Linked DNA regions of Sus scrofa: region 1 is linked to region 2. A link is a contact called in public HiChIP or PLAC-seq data. All regions are on one chromosome and are shown on one strand. Each heading gives the region's core, a stretch centred on a gene start, on an enhancer-like site or on the middle of the called end of the contact. The rest is flanking DNA. Distances are from core to core; before and after follow the strand shown.

What was found. HiChIP or PLAC-seq counts read pairs in DNA pulled down with a chosen protein or histone mark.
Region 1: an H3K27ac HiChIP or PLAC-seq map of skeletal muscle shows a contact between it and region 2, with 5 times the contacts expected there. The contact joins two enhancer-like sites. A contact is called at or near these places in 2 of 47 Hi-C or Micro-C datasets (both in skeletal muscle) and 1 of 2 datasets of contacts at active chromatin or transcription factors (skeletal muscle).

Annotation. Positions count from the first base shown.
Region 1 is chr4:102,048,237-102,052,682 of Sscrofa11.1, forward strand. No RefSeq gene overlaps it. Among named protein-coding and RNA genes, the nearest start is that of TBX15, 130 kb to the left of the region's middle. Within about 2 kb of position 2,760, at least 2 of the 83 cell types and tissues checked have an H3K27ac peak or open chromatin away from gene starts, as enhancers often do. A contact at or near this core is called in skeletal muscle, where this site is marked.
Region 2 is chr4:101,899,767-101,904,677 of Sscrofa11.1, forward strand. No RefSeq gene overlaps it. Among named protein-coding and RNA genes, the nearest start is that of TBX15, 17 kb to the right of the region's middle. Within about 2 kb of position 2,380, at least 11 of the 83 cell types and tissues checked have an H3K27ac peak or open chromatin away from gene starts, as enhancers often do. A contact at or near this core is called in skeletal muscle, where this site is marked.

The DNA.
Region 1 (4,446 bases), core at 1,510-4,009, 150 kb after region 2:
TTTTCCCATTTGATGTTCTTGCCTCCCTTGTCAAAGATTGATTGACCATAGGTGTCATGGTTTATTTCCAGGTTCTCTATTCTGTTCCATTGGTCTGTCTGTCTGTTTTGATACCCGTACCACACTGTTTTGATGACTGTGGCTTTGTAGTATTTCTTGAAGTCTGGGAGAGTTATGCCCCCTGCTCGGTTTTTGTTTCTCAGGATTGCTTTGGCTATTCTGGGTCTTTTGTTGTTCCATATAAATTTTTTGGATTGTTCTAGTTCTGTGAAGAATGTCCTGGGTAATTGGATAGGGATTGCATTGAATCTGTAGATTGCTTTGGGTAGTATGGCCATTTTTACAATATTGATTTTTCCAATCCAGGAGCATGGAATATCTTTCCATTTCTTTACATCTTCTTTGATTTTCTTGATTAAAGTTTTATAGTTCTCGGCATATAAGTCCTTTACCTCCTTGGTCAGGTGTATTCTGAGGTATCTTTTCCCATCTTTGAAATAGAGATGCCACAAGATGTGATTTCTAAGGTTTTTGCCATCTCTGATGCTCCATGGAAGGTAGTTGGATCTCAGCCCTGATTTTCTGATCAATCTCTGGAGTAGATTCTACTTAAAGAGATAAGTGGAAGGAAAGATAGACAATAAGCTGAAAAAAAAAATCTCACTTGTGTAGAAAGGAAAACTTGGGTCTCCCATCTCTGCCCAAGTACTTCTCAATGTTTCATAATTAGTTTTTGTTGAAGTGGCCTTTTTTTATTCACAGCCCTGATGCTCTAAGACATTTACCTTTAAGCATTCAGTAGTGAAGATGCCTGGATTTAGAAGCAGAACTCACTTCCCTCATTGCTGGCATTCAGCTTCTCTGAGACTCAGGCTCCGTCATCTATAAAATAGAAATAATGATAATTTTCTCTTATGAAAGGAGAAGAACTCAATTACTTGGGTTTGAATAGTTTATTAAATATACTTAAGGTATATATATATCCCCCTAGTGGATTATAATACTCAAGTATAAGAGTTCTCCTTTTATATTCTTCATGATAAGTAGCACATATTGGAGTCACAATTGGTGCTAAACTAATTATGAGCTGACCTGATCTGATAAGGGTTAAATATTTCTTTATATATTCACTTTTTTAATTTGCAAAATAGGTTCTTGCTTGTTTTAACAAAATAAAATGCCAACATCTATTCAAAAAGATAATTTTTTTCTGGCATACTGTTAGTGATTCTTCAGTGTGTTATCTTTTCAGATGCTTTCCTCAAGCCCATTCAACCCCCATACTCACATATCCACTCACACTTACACATATAATATATTCTCATAAGTTTTTATTTTCTTTCTTTCCTTTCTTTGTTTGTTTTTAACCAAAAAAGAGATGATACCATATATATTATTCTATAAATAGATTTTGGAGCTCCTGTCGTGGCTCAGTGGTACCTGACTAGTATCCATGAGGACATGGGTTCAATCCCTGACCTCACTCAGTGGGTTAAGGATCCAGCATTGCCGTGAACTGTGGTGTAGGTCACAGATGTGGCTCAGATCCCATGTTGCTGTGGCTGTGATATAGGCCAGCAGCTACAGCTCCGATTGGACTCCTAGCCTGGGAACTACTGTATGCTCTGGGTGCAGCCCTAAAAAGACAAAAAAAAATTTTTTTTTAAATTTTCATTTATTCCATAGTTGGCTTTATACTACTTTATAGGACGATGCACTATAATTTTTATCCATTTCTCTACAGATACACATTAAGATTGCTACTATGTGATTTATTTGTTTTGCAGTCCAAACAATGCTTTGATATAATTTTAAAAAGATGAATTTGGCCAGTTATATGCATTAAATCTTAGATAACCTTTGGCTCTAGCTTTTACGGGTTGAATCTGCTGGAAAATTTGTTGGATACTCCAAAGATAGACTTGGCTCTTAGTGACTTATCAAGGCTCTCCAGCTCTTTCATAATCCTCACATGAGCAAGGCTTACTCAACAGCTGCCACCAGCCCCAGTTTCCTCAAATGGGTCATCTCGTGGGCTTCAGCAGACCTGACTGTGAACATATCAGGTGCTGGCTCCAATAACCTCCCCCTCTATTCACAGATGCGCAGGACAGGGCAGAGTTCTCCTTGCCTCTAGCCATACATAGACAATTTTAGCAACAGCTTGCTTGGCATCTGTTTCACCAGGTTCTTAATCTCAGCACCATTAGTAATTGACACCATAAATAAGATCACCGGTGAGTGCCTGGAATCTTGGGATGGGCCAGGAATTTGACCTGGAGATTCTGGGGGATCCGACAGGAGCGGTCTTGTGGTAAATCAATATCTGTGGCAAAAAAAGGGTGACTCCAGCGCATAGCTGAGTGGACATGCAGGTTTCCCAGTCTGGAGGTGCTCCATAAATAAAGTTTCCTAACCTATCTCTGGGATTATTTGTCATCATGGTGACAGCATGTGATAGCGCGACAAGTGCTTTCTGTAACTAGGGGAGTGGGGCTTCAAGCTTGAGGCCAGAGGTTGCAAACGGCTGGTGCGTTGCCGTAACCATGCCAAATGCCAAATATTTGAAAATAATTTGCCAACATTTAAAAATTAGGTTTTACATAAAAGTCTGTAATTTTGGTACCTCTTGGGGAAAAAAGCAAAGATGTGGTACCATCAAGGCCACGGTTTCATGGGGCCAGATAGGGCAGCTGTCTTCAGAGGTGTCATGAGCTTTCCAGTTTGGCAGTCTTCTGGTCTACTTGACTGGCATTTGAGCCTGGCTTGGATGTAATGACCTTTACAACTCAGCAATTCTCTTTCTACTTATTGCCAAGATTCATACACTCATACAGTGTGAAATCATGACAAACTTCAGGGCTCCCCTCTCTCAAATATTTATCCCTTCATTTACCTAGAGGGCAAAAACGCCAACACTAAGATTCACTTGCTGATAAGTAAGAGACAACATTTATCCTAGCAGAATTATCGTCTTCATCCTCCAGATAAATAAACTGAGGCTCAGTGAGGTTAAGTTGCCAAGGTCCCTGAGGTAATAGGTGGTAATGTTAGCAGAGTCTCTCTCCAGAAGTTGTGCCTGGAATCCCTCCAGCTCACTTTAGCAGTCTGTTTCAAACCTGAAGATGCTTCCAGCTAGAGGGAGACTTGGAGGGTTCTCCCATACCAAAGCATACTTAGCTGACAGCAATGTGTTCAGCTTCTAAGAACATGAGGGTATAGAATGGACCTGAAGGAAGGTGGAAAGAAGCAGAGATGACTTCCAGGTGAAGATGAGGTCTGCATAGAAAGAAGGGCCTGGGAGGATGGGATTCAAAGAACAGGGTTGATATAAGAAATTTTAACTTCTGATGAGGAACGGGAGGCAGTCCTGGGACCCAGAGGACTCACATCTCACCAACATGATCCAAGGGATTTTAGGTGAAAGATAGGGGTGTGAGGTTGGGGTTGACATAAGTGTGCAGAATCAGAAGTTTGTGAAAAAACAAAACAAAACAATAAAGCTCCTTTTGCTAGAATATGCTCAATCATTTTAAGAAGGTTTAGAACATATGGCAGAGTGTGGAATGGATGTAATTAAAATGGAACTGGGAGTTCCCATTGTGGCCTAGCGGGTTAAGGACTTGACATGGTCTCTGTGAGGATGCAAGTTCTTTCAATTGCTGGCCTCACTCATTGGGTTAAGAAACTGGCATTGGCATGCGTTATGGTGTAGGTCACAGACATGGCTCAGATCCTGTGTTGCTGTGGCTGTGGCAGAGGCCTGCAGCTGTGGCTGTGATTCAACCCATAGCCTGGGAACTTCCATATGCTGCAGGTATGGCCCTAAAAAAGAAAAAAGGAAAAAAAAAAAAGAGAACTGAAGGCCAAGATAGGTGGGAAGACAGAATTAGAGTCCTAGTGGGAAGGTAGGTGTGGGTGGGATGCAGGTTTCGGAGTTGGACAGACTTGGGTCTGACTCCTGACTCAGCCTGACTTTCGTTGTATAACCTTTGGTCAGCTTTCCTTTCCGAACCTGTTTTCGTGGTTGGGATTAAATGAGGTATGTGTGTTAAATGCCTGGCATGTAGCAGACTCTGAGCACAGAGCTGAGTGGACACGCAGGTTTCTCAGCCTGGAGGTGCTCCATAAGTAAGATAGAGTTTCCTGACCTATCTCTGTATTATTTGTAGTCATGGTTACAGTATTTGGTTGCTGAAGTGGTTTTTTGTGACTAGGGGAGTGGGGTTTCAGATATCAGTGAGTTCAGTTCTTTGGATCAAGATGAATCATACCCTGGGTGCCAGAAAAATTTATAGATGAGATGAGGAAACCTGTAATTCATGGTAATCACGAATATCGATAGAGGTTTTGGAAAAATTGCAGAAAGGCCAATGTCATTTTTTTGAAAGAGTCATTGGAAGAAAGTGAGTTTCAATGCTATAGACTTGGTGTCAAACCCAGGCA
Region 2 (4,911 bases), core at 1,130-3,629:
AGCAATGATGACATAAAGGAAAATTACATTCTGATGCAGAATTCAGCCTCTTCGTCTTTCTTCTGTCTCTACAGCATGAAGCTAGGGGCCCATAGAGGATCTAATATCAAAAGGAAGAGGGTAATACCACTACATGGAAAAAAAAATAATTACCAAATTTCCTGAATAGTAAACAGCTTAAAAAAAAAAAAAAAAAGGAAGAAGCTAAACTCTTTGATAGCTTGGCCCTTGGTCTGCCCGTGAATGCCTTAAGGATTATATCATCAGACTGACTCCAGCAGTCCGTGCTATTGTTTCAGAAGGAGGAAACAGCGAAGAAGGCTTGGGGGGAAGAAAAGGGAAAGGGTGGGAACAGCGGGTCTGCACCTTGGGGAGAGGAGAGTTAGATTTTGAAAGTGCAGTTATCAAACGTTATGGTAGTGAGGCTAGAAAGACAAATTGAACAATTTCTCAGCGTCTGCGGGAAAGAGGTTTCTCTGGGCTATTTCTCCTTTTCTTGAGGGATTAACGTAAACGTTTGGTTTCAATAACTTTTCTACCACAGATGACATTAGTTCAGCAGAGAGAGAAAGCGACCTCAAGTCGCCCAGAGATGTTGTTGCCGAAAACCATCACCTGGGGGCAGTCTTGTGACTGTTATATTTCTTCTGCCTCACTCTGGTACGGATATTACTACTTTTTTTCCTAGATGTGCTCAGTTGCTTTACCCGAGGTGGAGAGGTGAGAAAGGAGGGGGGACGGCTTAGGAACTGAGTATTACCACCTTCCTCAAAGGAGGTGATTCCACCAGAGTGTGCTGGAGGTCGCGAAGTCACAACAGTTCTCTTTTGGTTCCTGGAAGCTGAGTCGGCAGAAAGAGGCCGCAGACACTGGGTCCTGGGATGCTAACGACCTCAGCGGGATGGCGAGGACGGGGGACCTGGGATTCCTCGGAATCAGGGTCGGGGCATTTCCCGAGACCTCTCACCCCACCCCTGAGCCCCGCACACGCTCCTCTGCCCAACCCAGCCAGCCCCTCCGGTTCCGAGACCCCCGGTCCCGCCCACGACCGCTCGGGGACTTGTTCGTAACAGGAGGAGCAGGGCGTGGACACTGCGCCGCGCCCGCCGACCCCAATCGTCGAAAAGCCAGCCCCGGCCCCCAGGCTGCCCTGAAGTCTGGCTGCGTCCACAAAAGTCAGAAGTTCTCGTTCACAAGCGAGTGCGCCCCTCGGTTCGCTCCGGAGGCGTTTCCCTGCCGGAACCCAGGCCTCCTCAGAAGGCCCCCGGGACGCAGAGACAGCCCAGGCCGCCCGCCTCCGGCCAGGGGGCCGCGGGCGGCGGGCCGAGATCCGGGGTCACCGGCCGCACCCTTCGCAGCTGGGGCACGAGACTGTCTGAAACCTTCGTGCCGTGTGCAACGCAAGGCGGTTAATGTCTTAGCATTAAGAGGCCCTAAGGCCTTTCTGTGCCAGAGGATCAACCCCAGGAAAGGGAAGCCGAGGACGGCCTCCCGCGGGCCGTGGGCGGGCACACTAAGTCTGGGGGGTCGTTGCTCTGCGTGCAGGGGCTGGGGCGGCCCGAGAGCCGGCGGAGTGCTCGTGCAGTCGGCCGGGCGAGCCGCGAAAGTGTAAAGTAAAAGCCCAGAACACCGAGGCCGAAACAAAACCAGACCTCGCTCCACAAAACCGAGGCGGGGATTCGGGGTTTATGAGCGAGGACTTCCTTGAGGCTTTACGTCCTCGCTCTACGGCCCACTGTGCAGAAGAAGGGGGCAGCCTCCGCGGGCAGGAGGAGGGGACCTTTCCCGGGGAGAAAATGTCAGGCCGAGAACTCTGAGCAAATGGGCTCCTTGAGCCCTTGACCTCGGCCTTCACCACGAGTCTGCTCCGGAGGCCTCCCTCGGGCCCAGGCCCGACTCCAGGCCACGCGGCGTCAACTGGCCGATCGGAGTCCCTGGGCTCGGCCCGCCGGCTCTACGGAATTCACAGCGGGGACCCACTTCTCCGGAAGTTGTACCCTTCGGGGCAGGACCTTGCTGGGAAAAGAAAAAGAGGCTGGGGCTTTTCAAAATCTGGAAAAAAAGAAAAAGATGTTCAAACGGCTTTTTTTTTTTTTTCCCTGAAAACGGAGAAGAGGGCAATCCCTGGGTTACGGTGGATGAGGCGCTCCAGCCCCTCTCCATCTCTAGCCCCTAGAAATAAGGCGGAGGGGGGCTGCTTTTTGCCCCCTCGCGGGCTGCCGTAACGCCCTTGCGACCCGCTCACGTTGCGGGGGGCGGGGGTGTACGCGGTGGGGCGGGGCGGGGTAGGGGCGCTCGGAAACCTCGCGAGGGGTCACAGGGCGCCCGAATCCAAGGCTGCTTCAAGTCCGTGCGCATGTGAAATCCCGGGGAGCGTCAGGTACAAGTAGCCCGCGGGACCGAGAGGCGGAGTGGGACGCAGAGCTGGGCTTCCTAGAGGACTGGCCTAGGATTCTGGCCTGGAGCTCGGCTCCGCCTCTCCCCTCTCCCCCCTTTCCCCCTTTTCCCCCGAGCCCCGCAGGGCGGCTTCCCCGCCTGCAACAAAGGAGGCGCAGCAGGCTGGTCTGTGTCTGAATCGCAGACACGCCAGTGTCGAATACGCCTCCACTTTGCCCCGCGAAGGGGAGAAAGCGCAGAGCTGTGAAGGGTGCGTTGAGCACCGCCCGTTTCCTGCGCCGAGCGGTCAGGGCTGGACTCGTCCCGCCTGGCTCCCGCGCCGGTGGGCGGCCCGGGCCCGCAGGCAGCCCCGCTGCCTCTCCCACCCGTCCGCACCACTGCCACTGCCCCCGGTACAGGGAGGGAAGCTCGCGGCCGGGGCTCATTCTGGGTGGTAGCTGCCCAGCTCCGTCTTTTAACGATCCGACGTCGCAGGGGCGTGAGCGTGCGTCACCTGTACAGGTGCAGTGGAAATGATTGTGCGCGTTTAATTCCGAGGCTACATTTCCAAAATCGAGATGGTACGATAAGAGCGATGTTCAGAAATGGAAAAGCCGTTTACTTCACTTGTTTAGGGTGAAAGTGAAAATGTTTTCAGCTTGCTGGGGCTGGATGATTTTCTCCGTTGTCTCCTTCACTAGACATAGCCAAGGTGAATGGACGTTTAGAGAGGTCGTGTGCGGTTTACACTGTACTCTGAATCTGTAAAAGGAAGAGGCTTCGGTTCGCAGTACCTACTCACTGCCTTCGCGTTAGGAGAATTATACCCGCCTCGGCCGTTGGTGCAGCGTGTGCTGTGCTCGAACACAACAGCATCTGGACGAGTTTTGGCGTTCAGTTCCCACCCCCGCCTTTGCCCCAGTCCCTCCAGCAGCATTATTTTCTACTGTATCTTGTGGTCAGCTTGTCTATTTCGGGTCATCTTATCTTCCTCTCCACCCACTTTGTCACACTCTCCCCCGAACTGGACCAAAAAAAGAGACACCTGTAGACAGAATCCCTATACTGGTATCGGTCTGCTTGGCTTGGGTCATCATAGAATTCAAAGTCACAGCCCAGGAATATGCTTGTTTATGCAAGGCTGTATATGTACACGCAAGGCTGCTGAGCCTGATTCACCAGCTCGGGTAGGTCTCAGAGGGTCTCAGCATTGATACTAGGGCGTGTAAATCTGATTTTCACCGACTATGCCATGAAGCCACAGACTACTGGCTCATTTGTTGCTACACTTCCAGGTTAGTGTTTGCTGGGCTGGTCACGCATTGATTAAGTAGATAAGTTGAAAAGGGCTTATGAAAATTGCTGTTAAAAAGCTAAGTGATATTTTCAGCCTACTTGTAGAGTTTCAGAATTGGGGAAATAAGGAAAACTGAAGACACCCTTCCCCCATTCTGCTTTTTTTGTAGGTATGACTACAGGCTGTGTAAAGGAATTTGTATAGTAATGTGTATTCGTGTGTCCATGTTTGGGGGCATGAGGGCATGCTAGTGAAGTATGCATCCGTGGAAAATGACCTAAATCAATCTTTCCTTCTTTCTAATATATGTATTGAAAAGAATCTCTATGGTTGCAGGGTTTGTAAATCCCAAGCTCCTTAGATCGCTCCTGGAAGGAGACCAGGCTTTAGGAATGGAAAGCATTATTTAAAAGGGCTCTAGCACACTCTGCTTTTCTGCATTTCCCCCAAAGGTAGTAGGACTGGAAGTTGGAGCCACCCCACTTCCACACCTGCACAGGAGGAAAAGTGTGAACTCCTAGGGTGCCAGCAGAATTATTACCACCTCTGGCATTGACCCAAAGTGTGTGTATCCTGAAGTCTGAGCCCCATCACTCTGATTGCTCAGAGTTGAAAGTCTCACAAACCTTCCATGAAACCAGATCGGAATTTGCTGAGTGAATTTGTACTTACACACATGCACACACATTTTTCTAAAGGAGAGTATAGTAAAATGCCCTGCACTTGGTAGATATTTCGTGAATTTTCTGTTGAGAGAATGAATGACTGTCTATGTATTTATTCTTTTCAAGTTAAGTTTAAAAAAAAACTAAATAAGCTTGTATATGTGCATATAATGTATATGTGACAAAGAATTGTGCGCCCAGAATATAGGGGAGGTGTTTTTTGCATCTCTTTTCCCTTCCAGCTCTCCTGAGCTGCCCCCTCCCCCATGTCCCTGAAGCGCAGGTCTCTGCAACCAGTTGGTAAATTGTATCCCCACCAAAGCCTGTCTGTCAGTCAGCCAGTAAAAGCAAATGCCTTACTTTGGTCGTGTCCTTACTTCCCTCACAGGTCACACTCGTGTTTCTGTGAAGGTCCTTCGGCTGATTTCGCTCTGCACGTTCCCACATCCCTCCCTGCCCTCTCTAGGTGCTCTAGTGCTTGAGTGTCACAGGCCTGCAGACAGACAGGTGGTCCCTGTTAACCCACCTGGCCGCAGTCAGCACTTTCGGAGACTGGCTGAAGTTCTCAGGAAA